2 separate regions of the Pan troglodytes genome follow, and region 2 is linked to region 1. Evidence: chromatin contacts called from public HiChIP or PLAC-seq data. All regions are on one chromosome and are shown on one strand. The core of a region is the stretch at or near the end of the contact, and the rest is flanking DNA. Distances in the headings are between cores, read along the strand shown. Region 1 holds the start of MRPL46 (mitochondrial ribosomal protein L46). Region 2 holds the start of AEN (apoptosis enhancing nuclease).

The links. HiChIP or PLAC-seq counts read pairs in DNA pulled down with a chosen protein or histone mark.
Region 2: a contact with region 1 is called in an H3K4me3 HiChIP or PLAC-seq map of stem cell-derived excitatory neurons, with 2.5 times the contacts expected there. The contact joins the promoter of AEN here to the promoter of MRPL46 in region 1. A contact is called at or near these places in 4 of 7 Hi-C or Micro-C datasets (blood, induced pluripotent stem cells and stem cell-derived neural progenitor cells), 1 of 1 datasets of contacts at active chromatin or transcription factors (stem cell-derived excitatory neurons) and 1 of 1 other capture datasets (stem cell-derived neural stem cells).

What each region holds. Positions count from the first base shown.
Region 1 is chr16:80,257,408-80,263,409 of NHGRI_mPanTro3-v2.0_pri, reverse strand. It overlaps MRPL46 (mitochondrial ribosomal protein L46), which reads left to right and starts at 2,519. Exons shown (of 4, transcript XM_510572.7): 1 at 2,519-2,806; 2 at 4,183-4,369; 3 at 5,080-5,253. The coding sequence starts at 2,579. MRPS11 (mitochondrial ribosomal protein S11) reads right to left here and starts at 2,546. Exons shown (of 7, transcript XM_009429786.4): 1 at 2,418-2,546; 2 at 2,176-2,313; 3 at 1,934-2,047. The coding sequence starts at 2,240.
Region 2 is chr16:80,397,493-80,403,494 of NHGRI_mPanTro3-v2.0_pri, reverse strand. It overlaps AEN (apoptosis enhancing nuclease), which reads right to left and starts at 3,564. Exons shown (of 4, transcript XM_016927377.3): 1 at 3,449-3,564. It overlaps MIR1179 (microRNA mir-1179), which reads right to left and starts at 4,188; the gene lies at 4,099-4,188. It overlaps MIR7-2 (microRNA mir-7-2), which reads right to left and starts at 480; the gene lies at 372-480.

The DNA of each region.
Region 1 (6,002 bases), core at 1,270-3,769:
CCATCCAAACTCCTGCAGTCTTCCCCATCTTAATCAATGACAACTCCGTCTTTCCAGTTGTTTAGGCCAAAAAAATTTGGGGTCTTCCTTCGCTCCTTTTTCTCACACTGTATATTAACAAATCCTGCTTGTTCTACCTTCAAAATATGTCAGACCATTTATAATACCTCCATGGCAATAACCATGGTCCAAGCCACCATTGTTTCTTGTCTGGATTATTTCAGTAGTCTTCTAACTGCTTAGAGGACTTTTCCCAGCTTCCATTCTTGCTCTCCTATGGTTTAATATCAACACAGCAGCCAAAGAGCTTACAAGACCTTGTCAGCAAGATCATGTCAACCCTTTATTCAGCAATTTCCATTGGCCTGCCATTTCATTCACAGTAAAAGCTGAAGTCCTCACAACGGCCTACAAAGTCCTACAGAATGTGGCTATGCAGGCCTGCTTGACCCCCACTTCCCCTTTCCAACCGTTATACTCCTACATTTTACTTGTTTTCTATTTACTGTCTTCTACCCACTGGAATTTACGTTCTATGAGGGCAGGGCTTTTTGTCTGTTTGGTCAGGGATATATCCCCAACACTCTGAACAGTGCCTGGCATTGTTGAAGAAATGACTACAACAGAATCTTGGTTTAGATGCTTTCAGCACCTCCTCACTGCCTTCAGTGGGGACAGCGTAAAAGCTCCAGTGTGACAGACAAGACCCCTGGCATTCTGATTCCTTCTTGTCTTGTTGGCCTCATCTGCCATCACATACACACCTGAACACACCATGTTTTTTCATACCACATGCCTTTACACAGATGGTTACCTTTGTCTCCAATGACCCACTTCAACTTGTCCAGATGAACTCCCATTCACTTCTGAGCTCCATGTTCTTTTCTCCATGGTCTTGCCTGATTTCCTCAGGAATGAGACACTTATTCTTTTTTTTTTTTTTCTTTGAGACAGAGTCTCAATCTGTCACCCAGGCTGGAGTACAGTGGCGTGATCTTGGCTCACTGCAACCTCCGCTCCCTGGGTTCATGCGATTCTTCTACTTCAGCCTCCTGAGTGGCTGGGATTACAGGTGCCAGCCATCACGCCTGGCTAGTTTTTGTGCTTTTAGTGGAGACGGGGTTTCGCCATGTTGGCCAGGTTGGTCTCGATCTCCTGACCTCAAGTAATTCGCCCACCTCGGCCGCCTAAAGTGCTGGGATTAAAGGCAGGAGCTACTGCACCCGGCCAGGAGTTAGACACTTATGATTTCATACTTCCAACCAATGCTTACCTCCATTATACTATTGAGCAGATTATGGTTAAAATGTTTGCATGTTTGTCTTCCCTCAAAGACTGTGAACTACTTGTGGGGAGGAATGATCTTTTGTATCTGTATTCACGGCACCTAGCATGGTGTCTCACTCATAGTAGATTCTTGGTAAATGTTTGTTAAATGGATGTGAAGTTAAGTGGATGTGTATACAGCATACAGAGGTGGTGGCACTGGTGGGAAGCAAGATGCCAGTTCCTAGGGCTGAGCACAAAACCCACCCTAGACCATCCGTAAGACGTGCAGGAACATCTGTTCCATCGCTAGCGCCCTCCACCTCCCCATTTTGTTTTGGAGGCAGGGAAGGTTGTTGGTCTGAAAAGATCTCCATCTCAGAAGAAAAGAACGCTGATACATGTTATGGATATCTCACATTCACTCACTGATTTAACGAATGTTCACTGAACATTTAACTCTGTACCACGGCTCATCTGATTCTGACAACCACTCTCAGCATTATCCGCATTTTTAGATGAGAAGGCTGAGGCTCAGATTTATTTGCATAAGGTCCCACGGATAGCAAGTGACATAGCTGAAAATTCACTGGTTCTGACTCTGGAGGGTGTCGGGCAAGAGTCAGGGGTTGCGGGTCTCCAGAGGGCTGGTCCAAGTGGGGCTCACCTGAACTTGGTGTGGCTGGGAGCCGCGTTCTGTTCAACTTTCTGCTTGGCCGCAGCGTCCTGGAGCTGTCGAGCGCCTGTGCAGATGGTCCCGGCCGGCGTCCTGGCCACGACCCTGCTGGGAAGAAAAGCTCGGTGAGGGCCACGGCCTAACGGTCACTGGGGCCCGGGTGGCTCAAGGGACACGAGTAGGAGCATAGTCCTGGAGGTGGCGGTGGGCTCGAGGGGGCAGTCATTTGTTACCCGGCTGTCTGGGGCCAAGTCCAGGACCGCAGGAACCACGACCCCACGTTTCTCACAGCCTGCATGACTTGAATTGACCCCAGTCAGTTTCCGTCTGCAGCGACAGTCACAGCGCGCCGGCGCCGGTACCATGAGTGCCTGTCGGGGAGGGGACAGAAGGGAAAGTCATCTACTCTTCATTAGGTCCACTGAATATTTTTATTTCCATTTAAATGCTCAATAAGACTTTCACTGTAGTTCACCAGGGGATTCTTTCCCTTTTTTAATGTTCTGAGATGTTGGGTCACCCCTCCATATGCGAATGGTTCGTTCTAGCAGTTCCGGGACTGAGCTTTCCCCTAGTTTGCCGCTCCCGCGGCTGAGGGATCCCTGGGAGCCGCGGTGCATTGTGGGAGAACGAAAGATGGCGGCGCCCGTAAGGCGGACGCTGTTAGGGGTGGCGGGGGGCTGGCGGCGGTTCGAGAGGCTCTGGGCCGGTAGTCTAAGCTCTCGCAGCCTGGCTCTTGCAGCCGCACCCTCAAGCAACGGATCCCCATGGCGCTTGTTGGGCGCGTTGTGCCTGCAGCGGCCACCTGTAGTCTCCAAGCCGTTGACCCCATTGCAGGAAGAGATGGCGTCTCTACTGCAGCAGGTGGGACTGAGATGCAGGGTTCAGAGTGACGTTTATTCTGCGTGACTTTGAGGGAGTAATTTCACCTCTCTGAACTTAAGTATACGGTACTTATCCGCAGAATGGTACCTACCTTACTGACTTGGTTTGGTACATAGATGTTCAACAAAAAGTGGTTTCTTTTCATTGGCCGTGTTTATTGTCACCTTAGACAACTCTTTGGAGATACTCTACTTCTTGTTCATGCAACACAATAGGGATCCTGTGGTGAACAAGAATCGGTCCGTGTCACTAGGAGCTTACAAGTCTGGAGGGAGAAAGTCTTTGTGATGTGATGAATGTTAAGAAGGAAATACAAGAGGCGGTGGGCACATCTGTCAGATGCCTATGATAAGCCTACTCTGTTTTACCTCATGGGGCTATCTGTGTGAGGGGCAAGTGAGGAAGCATGGGCAAAAACAGTATAGTGGCTGTGAGGGTGTGAAGTCGCTACAGAAAGTGTTTGAAGGGTGATATGTTTCCTCAGAATCCGAGATGTTTTTGTCTTGGTCTGTTGAGAACTATAAACTTCTCTTCTGTGCTTTTTGCTTGATTTATTCATTTACTCGCTCGCTTGACAAATATTTGTTACTCAACCTACAGATGTTCATTGTGCCCATACTATGCATCAGAGAGTATGTTAAGTGATAGAGATGCTGTAATGAATAAGGCAGGAGTAGCTCTGGTTCTCAGAGTACTTCAGTCTAGTTGAGTGAGGGGATCAGTCAGTAACCAAATAATCATACAACTAAATGCAGACCCTGATAAGTGTTGTTAAGGAAAACACAAGGCACTATAAGAGTGTTTAACAAATACATCACATTTTGATTTTATGGTGAGTGTCAAGGAATGTCTCAGACTTTCTGAATACAGGTTTTTCTCTTTATGAGAAATGTCTCTCTGAGACAGTCATATTTAAATTGAAATCAGAAAGATGAGTAGGACTCTCCCAGAAGAAAGAATGTGAGGAAAAACATTCTAGGAAGAAGGAACAACGTCTTGAAAGTCCCTGAACAGGAAAGTCCTTGGTGAGTGAGATTCTGATCAAAGACTGACATGACTGGATTGTGGTGAGTCAGCAGGCATTGCCCAACCCAGCTCTCTGTTTTTGTAGCACTCTTGACCCCCAGTGACATCCTAACATTTTTGGCAAATGTAACTCAAGCCCAAAGTTCAGAGGACCTTTTTTTTCCTCCATTTCCTTTCTGCATGGTGTTTTGACTGTGTATCTGGTTATGTTGGGTGATAAACTTCTGAGCCTGCCAAGTGTGCCATGTCTCTGTTTTATTCTTCCTGTTTTTTTTTTCCTTTTAATTTTGCCAGATTAAGGTAGTTTTTTGCCCTTTGAATTTTCCCAGATTGAGATAGAGAGAAGCCTGTATTCAGACCACGAGCTTCGTGCTCTGGATGAAAACCAGCGACTGGCAAAGAAGAAAGCTGACCTTTATGATGAAGAAGATGAACAGGATATATTGCTGGCGCAAGATTTGGAAGATATGTGGGAGCAGAAATTTCTACAGTTCAAACTTGGAGCTCGCATAACAGGTTGTGATCCTTTTAGGCCAGCCAGAAGGAAGGGAAAAGGGGTATTTGGATTCCCAAATAAAAGACAGTTGCTTGGCCCCTGCTTTGTGTTTTAAGTAACAAATAATTTCATATTCTTTTCTTTGTTGCTCACATCTACCATAATACGACTTAAAAAGTCTGTCTTATTTTCGGGTGAGAGGTAAGGGTATTGGAATAGCCTTTTCTCTCAGTTAAACTTTGTGAATGTTATCTGTGTTTAACTCCAAGTTTGAGACTGAGAGTGGGGCAAATGAAGCCTTTTTCCACTAATTCCTGTGTTTTATGTGAAATCCCTCTTAAAGCGGGAGATTGAGTTCTGTTTTCCTTGTTTCACAGATGAAGACTGAAGAACAGAGAAAGTAGGGGCTAGTTAAGTCAGTAATAGTATCAAAACCAATGAAGTAGTTGTGTTTGAATTAGTATGATCATTGTTTCTTTTTTGAAGACTCAAAATATGGTTTGCTGTTCAAAGAAGCTTACCTCTTGATTTCTTACCTTTTAGTTTCCTCAAGATTGTGAGACTCTTCCCTGGAAGAGGTCAGAGTTAGAGAGATGGGTCGAGGTGTAATTTGGTTCTAAGCTCTTTGAGGGCAAGGATTGTGGATCTTAAAGGAAGATTGTAAAACTCCAGGTTTCTTGGTTCTGGCAGATCACAGTCTTCTTACCTCCTCTGACCCCCTTTGCTGTAGAAGCTGATGAAAAGAATGACCGAACATCCCTGAACCGGAAGCTAGACAGGAACCTTGTCCTGTTAGTCAGAGAGAAGTTTGGAGACCAGGATGTTTGGATACTGCCCCAGGCAGAGTGGCAGCCTGGGGAGACCCTTCGAGGAACAGCTGAACGAACCCTGGCCACACTCTCAGGTGGGTTTTCTGCCTTCCTCTAAATTCCACAAAATTCACTTCAGACTCAGCCAGAGGATTTTTAGGCTGACTGGGGAATTGGATTAAGGGTGGGGGTGGGAAGGTTAATGGAAATTTTGAAGTTTATAAAAATTTCAGCCAGAAAAACCCAGGTAAGGATTTTTTAAATTATTTTTTTATTTTTATTTTTAGACCAGGTGAGAATCCTTTGTTCCACTGAGATTTTAAAATTTAGTACATTCAAAATTGATATTTCTACCATTTTCTCAGCCTGCTTGTCTTCTTATCTTTGCAGCACTGCTTATTGCCATCACTGCTTATCTGTTCACTCAACTTGAAACCTCAGAATTGTCCTTGACCTCATTCCCACATCCATAAGTCCTTGAGTCCCTCGTGATCTGTTCTAAATAGTCCCCTCTTTGTTCTAACAGCTTTAGCTGTGACCCTCTTCACTTCTCACTAGACTAGGGTTTCCCATCTCTGGCATTATTGGTGTTTGGGGTCGGATAAGTGTGGGGAGCTATTCTTTGTGTTATGGGATGTTTAGCAGTATCTCTGGCCTCTACCTACTAGATGCCAGTAGCACTACCTCATCCCCTGACCCCACCCCCAGTTCAGTAACCAAAAATATCTCTAGACATGGCCAGATATTACCCAGGGAGCAAATTACAGTGGTTGAGAAGTACTATACTGAGCTATTGAATTAGATGCCCAGTAAGTTTAACCTTGGTTTTGTGGAGTGCCCTTCA
Region 2 (6,002 bases), core at 2,315-4,814, 140 kb before region 1:
TCTTGGTGCCCGCATACACTGTGGCTGTCGGGCCACAGACAATGAGGCCCTGAGCCCCGGGGTGTGGAGTCACAAGGTGCCTCCATTATAGGTGCCCCAAAGTGATTGTTGGGGGAATTAGTAATTAAGGAGGGTTTTTCTCCCCCTGCCTTTCAGGCAGTGGTATGGAAGCAGTCCACTGCTCCCTGAAAACAGAGACCCTGCCCCACTTCCCTGCTCACACCATAGTTTGTCCATGTTTCTGGAAGAGTCTGCCGATGGGTGTTCAGGGTGGTGACCTGAGATGTTTTGTAGGAAACACAAAAGATACAAAAAAGAACACGTGGAAGGATAGCCAAAAAGGGGGGCTGCCCCCGTTTCCTGCACCCCGCTGCGATGGCTGGCACCATTAGGTAGACTGGGATTTGTTGTTGAGCGCAGTAAGACAACAACAAAATCACTAGTCTTCCAGATGGGGCCAGCCGGTCCGCTCTGTATCCAGGCCAGTTCTGCAAGGCGTTCCAGGACCACCCCCCTCCCCTCGCCACCAGGTCAGCGGTCTGGATGCTCCTTCAGGCGAGGCGTTGTCTCTGCTCCTATTACCAAGTTCATCTTTGAACACCTCTCCTCACCTCAGAATTCCCTGGAGAAATTATTTTTTTCTTACTTTTCCCTTTTTTCTGGAGTGTTCTACTTTCTATAATGGACACAGTTGTTTTGTTTTGTTTTGGTGAGACAGGGTCTTGCTCTGTCACCCAGGCTGTAGTGCAGTGGTGCAATCACAGCTCACTCCAGCTTCGACCTTCCAGACTCGAGTGTTCAAGTGATTCTTCCACCTCAGCCTCCCTAGTAGCTGGGACTACAGCTAATTTTTTTTTTTTTTTTAGTAAAGACAAGGTCTCAGTATATTGCCCAGGCTGGTCTTGAACTCCTGGGCTCAAGTGATCCTCCTGCCTCAGCCTCTCAAAGTGCTGGGATTATAGACGTGAGCCACTGCACCCAATTTGAGCATTTCCTTTACAAACGGGAATTATTTTTAAAGGGAAGCAGGCAAGTGGCTCATTTCTCTTTCCTTTACTAATCATAAAGCACTGAACCACCATGGAGAAGAGAAACTAGAGCTTGGAAATGGTGACCCCACTCTACTGGTGCCTCCCCCTTCTGGAAGCCTATGGGCATGGCCCATGGTGAAAATTCTTCCTGTGGTTACTGAGCCCTGGAAGCTTCAGAATGAAGTCAGAGTGGTGGTGCTGGGGTAAGCAGAGCAGGAAGAGGAAAAGGGGAAATGGTTGTGGACAGGAGGCTGGTGGAATCCTGGCCCAGTCATCCCCTGCCTGCAGGCACAACGCTGGGCTCCCTGGTTAATTTCCCTTGCAGTGTGGCACTGGTGGAGGAGAGGCAAAGCCCCTGCTGCCTGGGCCAGCCTCTAATTGCACTGGCAGGGCACATCCGCTCCTTAATTAGCAAAAGCCACAATATCCTGGCGGCTCAGAGAGCATGGCCCTAATTGTATTTCTGCAGCAACTGAAGGATAATTACCCTTCCCTATTGGTGCTGCTTTTAATTCTTTCTCTTTTTAATTGTGAGCACTTCCTCTTTAGCCCACCCTTCCATCCTTGGGTTTATTCTCTCTATCCAGAATGGGGGTGGGGGCTTGCCTGGTGATGGAGACGCTCAGGAGCAGGAGGAGTGGGGGGAGTCACAGAGAAGACTGGCAGTACCCAGCTCTGAGTCCCAGCCCCTTCCAGCTGTCAGCCTGAGACAGGGCACAGCTCTGCCATGGGTCTGAGAAAAACCAAGAAGTTCTTTTGTGGAAGATGTAAGGGAGAGGCGTTCCTCCCCCAGAGGCTGTTTATGACCCTCTTCAGTCCACCCCCCAGTGAGGTGCTGGCTCTGAAATTCCCAGCTGCAGAAAACTGAGACCTCCTTGCCCCATCCTTTAATCTATCAAGAAACAGAGATGGATGTGTGGTCTTTAATTTCTTTTACAAAAAAAAAAAAAAATAGCCCTGTGCCTCTTTGCCACTCTTGAGAGGAGGGTTAGTCCTTCATCCTTGGATTGTTTTAGAGAAAAGGACCTGAGTGTACCACTAGAGAACAATGCTAACTAAGGTAACCCCTTGGTTAATAGGAGAGCTTAGCACCCTAGGTATTTCTAGGAAAAACAGGCCTTTCTTAGGGACCTGGCAAATAAACTTCGAGAAGTAATAGACAAGCTAAAATGCACCACAAAGAGAGTTTGGAGAGAACCACAGCATCTCTCTGGATGTCAGCTTGCAGGACTGACTGATCTAGCTTACATGAGCAACCCTGGCCCTAAAGCCACCACCCAAACCACTGCCCTGCTAGAAGCTCACTATGAGAGCAGGGACTCTCACTCATTATTCTTCCCAGTGCCTCACGCGCAGCCTGGCCAGTGATAAATGAAACTGGTTGGCAAAGAAGCAGAGTTCAGAGACAGAGTAGGATTGTGAGGTGTGAACAGGGTAAATCCATTTTCATTGGCTTTTTCCTTACAGATCCAATGAAGATGAATTTGAAGTGATTGTGGCCCTAGTTTTCAAAATTCTTTAATTCTGGGCTCTATCTGAATTGGGAGAAGATGCAAGCAATAAAAGAGGCTGCTATAGTCTCAAAGAAATATATTTTGAAAAAATGACCTGCCCTTGAGCCCACCAACTTCCACTCCCCACTTCTAATTTCTTTCCTCTGAATTTAGAGCTGTTCCCTTAGCAACGCTTGTTTCCATGGTTTCCTCCATGACAATGATCCCAAACCCCTCCTCTCTTTTACCTCATGACAGTAATGGATGATGGGGATCCTCAATGTGGCCACTCTATGTTACCATGGTAACAATTAACTGAGCCTTAATTTATCTTTTGTGAAGAGGGCTAGGGAATATGAAGCTTTTGATTTGGAGGGGGAGGGTCCAGGTCTGGAGCTACCATTCTCATAAAGAAGAAGATAAGCTATTTGTCTTAATACTAGCCAGTAGGATTTACTTCAAACATTTGTTCAGCCCTACTTTAAGCACAACTGAGTTTGAGGGAATCAAAGGGGTACAAGACATAGCTCCTAATATTGAAGGGCTTATAGTCTAGCACTAGGGCTCATGGTACCGCTGAACTCTGGCACAGATGGGGCCAATAAAGAATGTGGCTCTTGATAGCACCGTGATGATCAGGCATCTATCCACTCCCAGTATCCCCTCCTGCCAAGAACCAAAAAAAGACTGACTGAAGTGGTCTGTACTCACATTAAGGCTTCTTCCAGGCTGTTATCAGAGAGTTTCTGTCCTGAAAGGGAAAGAACTTTGACTTCCCCTCTTTTAGGGAAGTGGGGACCAATGCTAGCATCCCTGAGTAGGACTATTTGGTGCAGGAAAAAAGAGAAAAATAAACAGACCTGCCCATTGCCAGTGCAACAAAGGACTGGGATAATCTCCAGTTCCAGGATCACCATCACCTACCTGCAACAAGTCTTCCTGGGAAGCGATGAGTCAGCTCTTACACTGAATTAGAGAGTCATTGTCTCCATCCATTCAGCTTTTCTATTTGTCACTGAAAATTCAGGCCGAAAGCGCAGCTCTGAAGAATGAAAGCGGAAAAACAGACAAATAAAAATCAAAGTGAAGAGGACGGGACACCAAACACCAAACACAAAACACCAAAGCTGAGAGCTGAGCAGAGTGAATCCAAAAGCTGAGATATCCATTCTGCGTCACACGCAATGCAGTTCTTCCAACTTCTAGCTTTCCATCTTCATCTACAAAAGTTTTCACCAAATCTCTAATAATGAGGACCAATTATCTATTTTTAGGGGAAATCACAAAATTCTCTGGACCCTCAGTGTGCTGGTAACAACAACCTGCACTGACTTGGAAAGATGATCACAGTATCTCCTAAAATGAAGGGGGAAAAAAGCCATAGGACAATGTATAAGGCAGGTATGTTGAAGTAAGCTGCGAATAGATAGGTAAAAAATGTCATCCTTGCAAGTCAGTGCAATATGGATTAGCCAAAGTCAATTCCAGATCCTGAGTCCAGGACTCTGAGTTCTGTCCTTTGCTACTGGATGGAACTAAGGCAGATTCAATCCTTCTGTGTACCCTGCTCACTCAGCTAGTCAGAAAAGGATAAATGGCATCCTCTTATTGGTTGACAAGGCAATACACACCAACCAATGAAAGAATGCTTCTTCCTTTCCAGCCAATAAGAGCTCAGTTGTCTTCTTGAAAGTAGACTGTTTGTCCATAAAGAAAATAAACAGAAAGTGAATAATAATTTAAAAAAAAAACAACTGTTGCTATGGGACATTATTGATGTGATCAATGATAGCTGCCCCAGACAATTCATAAAGGAAAGCACTTCTTTGGGAAGAAAAGTACAAAAAGCAGACCAGCTGTCTGGTCTGGTCTAAAGGGAAGCTTCCATAGTAACATGTGAGAGAAAAGCATTTTAAAAGCATTTTAATGTAAATACCCCCAAAACTATCAAGTCAGTTCACCGAGCGAATTTTTGACCTTTTAAACTTATGCTGAAATTATAATGATTAAAAATTTTTATATTAATAATAAATGAAGGAAATGGACAGAAAAGAAGAGAACAAGAGGAGAAAAGAAAAGACCTTTGTGTTTATGCTTCAGGGCATCACAGATAAAGATATCACAGTTCCTGCCTGAAACAGAAATGTTCTCCATCCCCGTGTTGTCAAGTAATATCTCAGTTTAAAACAAACTTCTTTTTGTTGTTGTTATTGTTGTTGCTGTTTTTCGGGAAAGAGAACGTTCATGGCACTTAGACATATTTGAGATGAAACAGTGCACAGAGCACAGGCTGTTCTGGTAACTTGCTAGCAATTTCCTCTCAAATCATTCTGAGAATGTTACAGCTGCCTTTGGAAAATTATGAGTAAAATAATTTCCTACCCAGATGTTTCTAATGAACATAGGCAGGGCAAGGCTGACAGGTTAAAGTGGAGTCAATGTTTGTCAATCAAGGGAAACAGAAAAACTCAGAGGGTTAGAAGCTTTAGGTGCTGTATTTGCTAATTATGAAGGTAATGCTGGGGAGGAAGAAGAGAAGAGAATCTTGAGGAATCAAATGAGAGTGATGCTAGTGTCCATTTGCTAAGGGAGACACGTTTCCCTCTACCTGTGCTTTCTATGTGGTCTATGGGGCAAGGTGAGAAGTGGGGGTAGTCCAGAATTCAGCCCTCTCTCCCCTGAGGGGAGTGGTTTAGTGGGGCAGGGATGACTATCAAACCAGGGAGAAAGTTTCTCTCTACAGTAGACACCCCTGGACAATTTCCTTGTCTCCCTCCTGTACATCCATGAAAAGCAAAAAAATTTTTTTTCTCATTTTAAAGGGGAAAAAGAGAGGGTGGGGATAGGAACTCAGCTCCTTCAGTATAAAGGACTAAATGAAAAATATAAAAGCCCAAATTGTAAATCCTGGAGAAATAAAGCCAGCGGGGTGGAGGGGGGAGGGGAGGACTGTAGTGGTGGAAAGGTAAGTTGCTTTGCTATGCGCCTTGACTTAAAATAAAAACAAACAAACAAAAAACAGACATCTTCCAGGATTTCCCCAGACGGGGCCTTACGCGGGATCGATGTGCCTCTCACCTAGCCCAGACAAAGCAGGGGCTCCCCAGGAGATATTTTAAATAATCAAGGTGCTCACTGATTATCAGTGGCCAAAGCCCCGCCACCCACCGTAACCAAGGCAACAGGAGGCAAGTGCTGCGACTGGTTGCCTGGTAACCATGCTAGTGCCCAAATCCTGTCCGTTCCCTTCCTTCTCCACCTCCGTTAGCCCTGTTGTGATAGCGTCTCTCCCTCCGCTATCTTTCCCCTTCTTGGCCAAACAATAATCTTTGCTCCTCATACAAAGGTCACTTTGGGCTCCTTTGGGTAAAAAAACGCGTACCTTGATGTTCTTTTTGAACAGATTTCATCCACGCTTGAGTGTTGAGACCTAGATAAAATGTGCTTCTTACCTCGGCTTCAATATCTTCTCCCTCCA